Regions from separate parts of the Mus musculus genome. Here region 1 is linked to region 2. The links are chromatin contacts, called in public Hi-C maps. All regions are on one chromosome and are shown on one strand. Each heading gives the region's core, a stretch centred on a gene start, on an enhancer-like site or on the middle of the called end of the contact. The rest is flanking DNA. Distances are from core to core; before and after follow the strand shown.

What was found. Hi-C and Micro-C count contacts between places; a contact is called where the count stands out from the background.
Region 1: a Hi-C map of embryonic stem cells shows a contact between it and region 2, with 2.9 times the contacts expected there. The contact joins the promoter of Ltbp2 here to the promoter of Acyp1 in region 2. A contact is called at or near these places in 14 of 39 promoter capture datasets (the 3T3-L1 cell line, the HPC-7 cell line, HPC-7-derived erythroid cells and 7 more), 1 of 15 datasets of contacts at CTCF or cohesin (embryonic stem cells), 10 of 484 Hi-C or Micro-C datasets (the Ba/F3 cell line, cortical neurons, embryonic stem cells and 1 more), 2 of 115 datasets of contacts at active chromatin or transcription factors (embryonic stem cells and stem cell-derived neural progenitor cells) and 1 of 9 other capture datasets (embryonic stem cells).

What each region holds. Positions count from the first base shown.
Region 1 is chr12:84,874,609-84,879,579 of GRCm38.p6, forward strand. It overlaps Ltbp2 (latent transforming growth factor beta binding protein 2), which reads right to left and starts at 1,883. Exons shown (of 36, transcript NM_001370743.1): 1 at 1,148-1,883. The coding sequence starts at 1,623. D030025P21Rik (RIKEN cDNA D030025P21 gene) reads left to right here and starts at 1,194. Exons shown (of 1, transcript NR_028577.1): 1 at 1,194-4,971.
Region 2 is chr12:85,278,469-85,282,878 of GRCm38.p6, forward strand. Acyp1 (acylphosphatase 1, erythrocyte (common) type) reads right to left here and starts at 1,967. Exons shown (of 3, transcript NM_025421.3): 1 at 1,842-1,967; 2 at 1,523-1,614. The coding sequence starts at 1,606. It also overlaps a transcript of Zc2hc1c not described here.

The DNA of each region.
Region 1 (4,971 bases), core at 633-3,132, 400 kb before region 2:
GGAACATGAAAGCTAACAAAACCCTGCTTAAGCAGAACTTGTATAAGTTTGAACACATACATAGAAATAGAAATACGTGAGGGGGGAATAAATGCTATAAGAAAGCATAAAGCTGGATGAGGGCACAGAAGGGATGAGACACGGTGAACTTTGCTAAGATACAGAAGACCGTTGCAGGCAAGAGAAGAGTATGTGTGCAGAGCAGGAGGCAGAAGATCCTCTGTAGTGGGACTAGGCGTACAAGCAACGGGAATGCTACCTGGAACTACAACGGACAGATAAACCAGGCTCAGGCCAAGGGCTGCCAAAGCCCCTCCTAGACTAATCAATTGCACCTTGCCCAGTCTGGCATTGCCAGGCTCCTGTGCCTTCACTCCAGAGACACCTGGGTACTCAGGAGAGGTCCCCAACTCATTAAATCCTGGGCAAGGCGTTGTTGGGGCGGGGAGGGGACCTCCTGTGATAACAGAGTCCAGAACCCGCAGCGAGTGGTGCAAAATAATAAGTTGAAGAGTTGGAGCGAGGCGTGGCTTTTCAAAATGTGCAAACAACGCTGACATCTAGACTTCCTGGAACACAGACCCAGTCCCTCGCACAGGTCAGGGCAGCCTTCTCTTTCACAGAGCTCCTAAACCCTTGCCTAAGTCCTCTGCGTGTCCCAGCAGACCTGAGCCCGGACTATACACTTGTCTTGGCGCGCCTGCTTCGCTGTCAGCCCGTTCCTGGAGATGCGTCTGTCTTCGCGCCCTGATGTCCCCACTCCCCCCCCCCCCCCCCCGCCCAGATCCTCCACCTACTGGCGCCCGGAGCCAGTTTATCCTTCTCTGGGCCTCAAGAACCCAGAGCGCCCACCCAGCCACTGCAGCTCGTTAGCCCAGCACAGAATGAGTGAGAAACGCACACGAGCTTAACGTCGGGGTTCTGGGAGAACTGGTGTCCAAGGGAACAGATAGTAGATTTATTTTCCCCAAAATAACTTTTTGAAAGCTGGTCCGAGCCCCGGTTTCGGAACCTCGGAGCGGTTTCTCTAGTAGTTACTGAGGACAAAGGGACAGGACCCGCACTCCACTGAAGGCGTAACTGTCCGGGATACCCGCATCCCTTTGCTCCACCCCGCCCCCAGCCCTATCCCCTCTTCAGTGCTCACCCGGTGAGCCGCCCTCGCCGTGCAGCCGCGGGTCGCTGAGGGGTTTCCAGGCGCGCGACAGAAGGTGCAGCCCTGGCTGCTATCTGCTGCTGGCCCCGGGGATGGCTTCTCCGAGTCTGGACAGGTGGCTGGACTCGACGCAGCTGCTGGGTTCGGGGTGGCCTCCTGGCCTCGGCCTCTGCGAGCCTCCCAGGGTTCCCCTGGGCCGGCTGGTTCCACTCAGAGGGCGACAAGCCGGGGACCGGCGCGTCAGGCTCTCGGAACAGACTGTACACCTTGGCTGCAGCCGCTGCGGGGTGGCTGCCCACGGGGTGCCACAACCGATTCGCATCCCTGCTAGCTGGTTCGTATCTCCCTATGGAATCCCGTTGGGCATGACTTGTCCCCATCAAGACAGCCAGGACAAGTGGCAGGAAGCCCCTCCAACGCACCCGTCGGATGCATCCGGAGCAGCGAGCGGTGGTCGGCGCTCTCATGGCGCCAGAGTGGCTGCAGAGCTGTGGGCACCGGAGACCTCGCGGGGAGGTGCTTTCCATCGTTCGCTCCACAGACCCGCCTGGCGACTTGCCCCTTCCCGTCTAGGGGACCTCTGAAACAGCCGTTTGGGGGTCCAGGGGTTCCTAGGTAAGGGCTGTATGGCGTGAGCTGCCCGGGCTGCGCACCGAGCCCGAGCCTGCCGCACCTTCGCTCCCGCACTGCCGCCGTCTGAAGGGGAACCGAAGGGTTTTATTTTTGGAAACCGCCCCCTGCTTTTTCGCCTCTTTTATCCACGCCATGCCCCCCTCCTTGGAGGGACAGCTCGGCCCCCTTATTACGGGAGACAAGAATTCCAGCAACACCCTCTTTGGCACCGAGAAGCGAGCGGGCGGCGAGGGGATTAACCCGTGAGGAGCTGCGGGCGACAGGGCAGACCCGGGGACTGGAAAGACAGATGGCGTCTGCCTGGACCAGCGCACCTGAGCTGCCTTTTTCCTGTCCTGGGCAAACTCAAGTTGTCCACCTGTCCTGGATGTATTTTCTGTTCCTGACCTCACGGACCCAGATGAACTGCTTCTCGGGCCTGAAGGAAGCTGGGGAAGGTACCCAGACCGGAGTAATGGGGACCGAGCCCGAGGCATGCGCGCCTGGTCTCGTTGCTTCCACCTCTGACCGCTGGGGGCGCTAGGCGAGAATGCAGGTGTCCCTGGGGCAGCTCCCAAGAGCCGGTTGCCTATGGGGAAGGGCAACTTGGGGCGCGCGCCCCCTGGTGGAGCTGGTCACACCCTTGGCCACCGTGTTTTGTAGCGACACACTCTGCCAACCTGCTTAGAGCCTAGATCTTAATCTGCTTCCTGTGGCGCCAAGCCTTGACCTGGGCCTATGGTGATGGTGGATGCCCGCTGGAAGAGTTGTTCTCTTTTTACAAAGGTAGGCATGGAGCCTCTTGAATAAGGTGACTAAAGGAGAGTATTGCTAAAGATGGAAATAAAACCCAGGCTAGTGGCCTCTGGCCCACAGTCCACTCTTTGAACTCCTACCACCGCCCCTCATTCCTTGGAGAATTTCCCCAAGGGGCTGCATGAGCCTTTGAGCCCTGCTGGGCCGGGTTCTCACACCTTCTTGTATTGAAGGGGACAGGGATGTCCGTTGCCTCCCACCTAAATTAACCTTCTTCCCTGTGTCCCATGCCCCAAAGCCTAAAAGGCTAGGCATATATGGTTTTCCTGAAAGTGTTTTCACAGCCTACTGGCTCCTAAGCAGACAGGATAAAAGAGCCTGTAAAGGCACCAATTACAACTTCCCATACCAGCCCCTCCCTTCCCAGAATCCTAAGTAATACCTAACTGGATTAGAAAGTCTCAATATTTGACACTGGCCTACGGAGTCCTCCCTGCCCGGCTGGTTTTCTGACCGATCTGAACTTACTCCTGCTCGGTATTCATTACACAGTACCCTCACAGTCTCTGCTTGGCAAATGTTTGATGCATTGTGACGGCTCATCTCTCTACCTAGAGTATTCATCTCCAAGAGGTCTTCAGGACTACCTCTTCATTTCACCTCACAGAGCAAACATCGGCCCCTACAGTGGCCATGTGTGTTCTTCCGCTTCCCATTCCTGTGAGGAAATACCCAAGCTTGCCCACTTACAAGGGGAAATCATTTCCTGGGGCTTTGTTGTTGTCTTGGGTTGGTTTGGTTTTTGTTGTTATTCTTTGGTTTTGGTTTTTCTCAAGACAGAGTTTCTCTGTTTAGCTCTGGCTGTCTCCTTTGTAAGACAGGATGGCCTTCAGCTCAGAGATTTGTCTGTCCCCTGAGTACTGGGATTAAAGGCATACGGTGCCACCTCCCAGTTCTTCCCTCCTCTTTTAAAACATATTTTAAAAAATTATTTTCAGCTATGTGTAGGTGTGTGTATATGTCTACATATGGGTGTGTGCACACGAGTGCAGGGTCCTTTGGAAGCCAGTTACACAGGATCTCCTGGAGCCGGACTTACAGGTGATTGTGAGCCACCCAAGGTGGCTGGGAACTAGGGACCTCTAGGGACAGCAAGTGCTCTTCACCACCAGCTCTCTTTAGCTCCATTCTTCTTTACTTAATACATGTCAGACAGGGTCCTTGGCTTGCCAATTTCTACCAGATACAAGAACTAAGTAACTAAGTAGCCTTTGTAACTAAGATCAACTTTAGAAGCTAAAGAGTTGAAAGCTATTCAATTCCATCACGATCATATCTAATTTAATCCTCTTCCTCTCCCCACTGTATCCTCATGAAAAAGCTGCAGGCCCTATAGTGGGGAAAGTGGGGTGGGTGGGGTCGGATCTGTTCTTCAGACTCCCCTTTCACGCTCTGGCTCTCCAGGGTCATGTTTCCACAGGAAGTGTCAGAAAAGGAGTAACAAAGTCTTATTTAGCTGATGCCCAAGCATTGGTCAGCTCATTCATAGGCATGTGTGGGTTCTTTGGGTGTGTGTGTGTGTGTGTGTGTGTGTTCCACCCCAAACTGTCATAGCAAAGTCATCTTTGACCAACCTCTTGGCAATCCTGCATTCCTTGCCCCAAGAGACATTCCAGTCCCTGCCAGGCCAGGCAATGGTAAGGTGGCTACTTAACTTCCCTACCATGTAGACTATTCTAGCAAAGTTCCACAGTTACAATTCTCCATCAGGAAGTGCATGTGAGTTTCTTCATATGTGTTCTTGCTCAGTTTCTAAAGATGCACATTAGTAGCTGCCAAGAACTCTCTTACTGTGTCTTGGCATCTGTGGTGGTGGGGAGATCTGTAATAGCCATCGATTGCCCGAGCACCAGAAAAAAAGACAGCAGTCATAGCATCTCCTCTTCTGCCAGATGGTGGCCTGCATTAGGAGTGTCCTCAGGCTCAGGGAAACCTGAACCCCGGCTTCTAAGTTGACCAGAGAGTTCTTGCCCCAGTGGCTAACTCCATCTTTTTCACCTATGGGCAGGAACCAAGGTAGTTGGTAAAAGACCTGTTCTACTTAACTGTGTCCTATACTTCTCTTCAGAAGGCCCTGTTGTTCTAGGCTCTGTCACTTGAGTGGACAGTGTATGTTTGTGTGTGTGTGCGCGCGTGCATGTTCATGTGGGGTTGCATACATGTGTGGTAGCCTGAGGTCACCCTTGAGTGTCATTCCTCAGTGGTCATCCATCAAGATCTCTCACTGGCCTGGGACTTACTGATTCCACTAGACTAGCTGTTTAAGAAGCCCGGGAGATTTATCTGCCTCTGCCTTCCCAGTGCTGGAATTAACAGACACATGCTTTCATGCCTGGTTTTTCATTTCTTTTTTCCTTCTTCTTCTTCTTTCTCTCTTTCTTTTGTTT
Region 2 (4,410 bases), core at 717-3,216:
GACAAGGATTTGAATAGAAAGATCTCCAAATATGTATCTTTTACATGCCAATAAACACATAAAGATGTGTTAGGTAAAGGCAAATCAAAACCACCCTGAGACTGTACAGCATGATACTCAGCCTTAAAAAGGAAAGACGTGGGGCTGGAAAGATGGCTCAGTGGTTAAGAGCACAGACTGTTCTTCCAAAGGGCCTGAGTTCAAATCCCAGCAACCACATGGTGGCTCACAACCATCCATAATGAAATCTGATGCCCTCACCTGGAGTGTCTGACGACAGCTACAGTGTACTTACATATAATAAATAAATTTTAAAAATATTTTTAAAAAAAGGGAAAGACGTTCTGACTCCGGACACGTGGGTGCATCTACACATCACTGAGGACAGGATGCTAGTGAAGGAAGGCAGCCGCCAAAGGACAGGTACTTCATGAGACTACCCAGGCGCTAGCCAGAGCGGTCAAATTTATAGAGATCCAGCAAGATGGCGCACACTTGCCACCAAGCCCGGTGACCTGAGTTTGATCCCTGGAATCTACATGGTAGGGGAGAACGGACTCCCGTAACTGGTCCTCAGACTTCAACACGCGTATGCATACATGGGTATGCAGGATCCTGGCCACCAGGGGCTGGTGAAGGGGAAGACAGGAGCTGGTGGGTAGAGCTTCAGCCTTTTGAGATAAAGAAGGAAGTGTATGTGTGAGGGGTTGGTTCTTCAACTGTTCCTTGGTGATAAGACAAGGATGTATGAACGTACTTAAGGTTGCTGAATTGTGTGTTTTCAAATGGTTAAAATAGTAAGGTTTTCAGTACATATATTCTACCGTGATTTAACAAAAACGTGCTACTCCAGATAATTTGGAATATTATCTTCCAAATGGAATTATAGCTAATAACAGTTCTCTTTCTGTTACTTATTTGTACTTTAGTTCTATGGTGACTGAAGAACATGACTTGTATGACTTGAGGTGTTTTAAATACTTTATACCTGAACTAAAACAATGAAACTCCTCAAGGAGGTACACTCTGTCACATCCATCAGGATGGCCATAGTGAGCAGAAAGGCAACTCTGCTGAAGGGAAATTGAGATTGCCCTTGTGCACTGGAGAGATTAGTGATGGGGAAACAGGGGTAGAGGATGCCAAGTTTGCTGTTAGCTGGTACAGTGCAGCTTGCTTAGCATGCCAATGTCCCTGAGTCCCATGATGGGAAGAAAAACAAAACAAAACAAAACAAAACAAAACTGAGGTGTTGAGAGGAAGTTGGAGGAATAAACTTGTAGGTATGATGGGCGATTATGTAAGTTACTCTGTGATCGGCCTACCTAATGCCACCTCTCTATCTTGATGGCAGCTTTTTAGAGGCGACTTAGCTTGGTGACAGTACAACAGGGTGCGCTAGCGGTATTCTCCGTCAGGAGAGTGTCCAGGTGCTCCCTTCCCACTCTCCCAGTTCCCATTGGTCAGAACCAGGCCTCCTGTCCATCACTTAGTGATGCGCCCCGACACTTAAGCCACATACCTGAGTGTACTTGCGGAAAAACACCCCTTGAACCTTTCCAAAAATTTCGTAATCCACTGAGACCAAGGTGTCCCCTTCTGCCATGCTCAAACCTGTCAGAGACAGCAAGGTGAGACATCGTCCTAAGAAAGGGCTGCACCCGCCCTCCAATACCATGGGGGCCTCTCCGGAACCTCAGGGTCCCGGAACTGCAAGGAGTAAGTGGATGTAAACGCAAGCCCCTGGTCGGGGAGCCTTCGCCTGCTCATCCCGCTGCCCTTGCAGCCCTGAAGCCGCCATCCATCCTATCCCCATGCGGCCCGAAATCCCCTCCACTGACACTTGGATGATCCGAGCGGCGGAAGCTCGAGTTTCTGGGGCTTCCCCAGGAGCCGCTGAACAGCCCCGAAGACCTTCAGATCAACCGCCCGAGCCGTGTTAACCGCCACTTCCGGAAGTTTAGAGCTCGGCTTCTCCAACGCTGCCCTGCACGCCCATCACCGCGATTTAACCAATCAGAGGTGGCTCCTTGTTCAAGAACCCGCCCAAGGGTGGGGCTTCAGGACAAGTGGGTCACGTTTTGGAGAGATCCTGGGATTAATTTTTTTAAGTGGAGAGTCCGGTTTTGCATACAATGACCAACCTGTACCACACTTCTGCCACTAAGTGTACCCCTCTTGTCATTTCCCCGTGGGTAAAGAAAGTCATAGACAAAACACTTAATATGTCCACTCACCCTACTGGGTGCCTAGGGCTGTTAGCACAGTCAGTGACTAATAGAATCTGGCCTGCCCTTTTTTTTTTTTTTTCCCTTCTTTCAGTTCTCTTCCAATTCTGGGACATGCATAATTTGGACTTGGTAGCAAAAGACAATAAATGCACACGACATCACGGTGAAGTCATTCTATCTGGGGTTTTGGAAGCTGCTATCCAGAGTCTACCTTAGGTAAAAAAAAAAAAAAAAAAAAAAAAAAAAAAAAAAAATTGATAAATAAATAATAAAGCACAGGCAAGTTATTCATGGCTCAGGAATCTCAATAGAATCAATAAATCTGAGCAAAATAACCAAATTGCATGCATTTGCTTTTAGAGAAAGAGAATTACTAAGGTGTTTTTAGATGAGGACTGCTAAAATGAGATTTGATTTGTATGCATTGGAATTCAGCTACCCTTAGGATCGAGAATGTGTATGAAGCAAATTGTGTGTGGAGTTTATTGTCCCTTCTTCGACTGCTTGTCTGTATCATATCATTTCCTAACACCGGGCCCCATGTGGTAATATGTCAGGCTGGCAGACTTGGCAAGGTGAGATAGTTAGCAGTGGTAGCTATGGAAATCTATCATTACACCAGTTCCCCCTGTAACAAAGTCAGAAAGCCTCCCTGCTGGGAGGAGGAGGAGCAGTACTGAATGGTGTCCTTGGCGATATTTGAAAACAACACTAAACATTGTGTTTGACTGATGCAATTTCTCTAAAATTCAATTAAAGTGAGTTTCTCTATAGATTCCAGACCCACTGAGTAGTGTAATGGATGGAACACCATATGGTGTACAAGACGGATGATATAATCGTTGCCCTCAAAGATTTCTTTATCGTAGCTGTGCATGCACAGAACGGACAAGATCATGTGCAACGTGGTAATTCATTTCACTCACTCTGAGAGCTCACCACGAACCAGCCCAACATTATAACAGAAACAGAACGTGTTAGGGAGAAGCAGAGAGATTAATTCTGATGGGAAGGGCTGAGAAAGAGCTTGTGGAGGAGACAGTATCCTTCCAAAGTTCCAGAATCCAACCAGAATGTGATGGATTTAGTTTCAGGCAGCCAGTCCAAAGTCCACTCCTAAGAATACTTTGACTCTCCAATTTTGGGTGATGATACGGTAGCACCAATAGGCAAGGAGGCAAAAGTAGCTGGGATGAAACCAGGGGCTCTCAAACACCATCTGCACATTAGGATCTTAGGGGAACCTTTTGAATACATGCCCACATTTTATTCCTAAGATACTTCCAGGAAAAGAGCCAAGACCTGCTGAGGTGCTGGCTGAAGGTGAAGGAAATACAGAATGGGTAGTAGAGGAAGGTAGTTATAAATACCAATTAAGGCCACGTAACCAGTTGCAGAAACGAGGATTATAAAGTAATATGAATGCCCCATTGTAAATTTACAAATACGTTTGCAATTGTACGAGGGATAGTTATATCATGTTAGGTGTATTCACAACCTTGTTATTGTTTCATGTGAACATGAGATGTTATTTGTGTCAAGTTGACAAGGGGTGGATTGTAGTGGCTATTCCTGGTTGTCAACTTGACAATATTTGGAATGAACTACAATCCGGAATTGGAAGGCTCACCAGTGACCCTTATCTTGAGGCTTGGAGATCCTTATCTGGATCTTGGTTTGGAGATCTTAAGCCATAGTGGCTATGGATTCCAGAAGATTGAATCTCCGAGTTTAAGGAACACACCTTTAATCTGGGCTACGCCTTTTCATCTGGGATTAAAGGTGTGGCAGAACACACCTTTAATCTGGGCTACACCTTCTGCTGGAGACAATATAATGACAGTTGATTATCGAAAATTCACTGACTCATGAGCTGTAGCCAATGGATTGGCTGGATGGTCAGGGACTTGGAAAGATCACAACTGGAAAATTGGTGAGAAAGACATCTGGGGAAGAAGTATGTGGATAGATCTCTCCAAATGGGCAAAGGATGTGAAGATATTTGTGTCCCATGTAAATGCTCACCAAAAGGTGACTTCAGCCGAGGAGGAGTTCAATAATCAAGTGGATAAGATGACCCGTTCTGTGGACAGTCAGCCTCTCTCTCCAGCCATCCCTGTCATTGCTCAATGGGCACATGAACAAAGTGGCCATGGTGGTCGAGATGGAGGTTATGCTT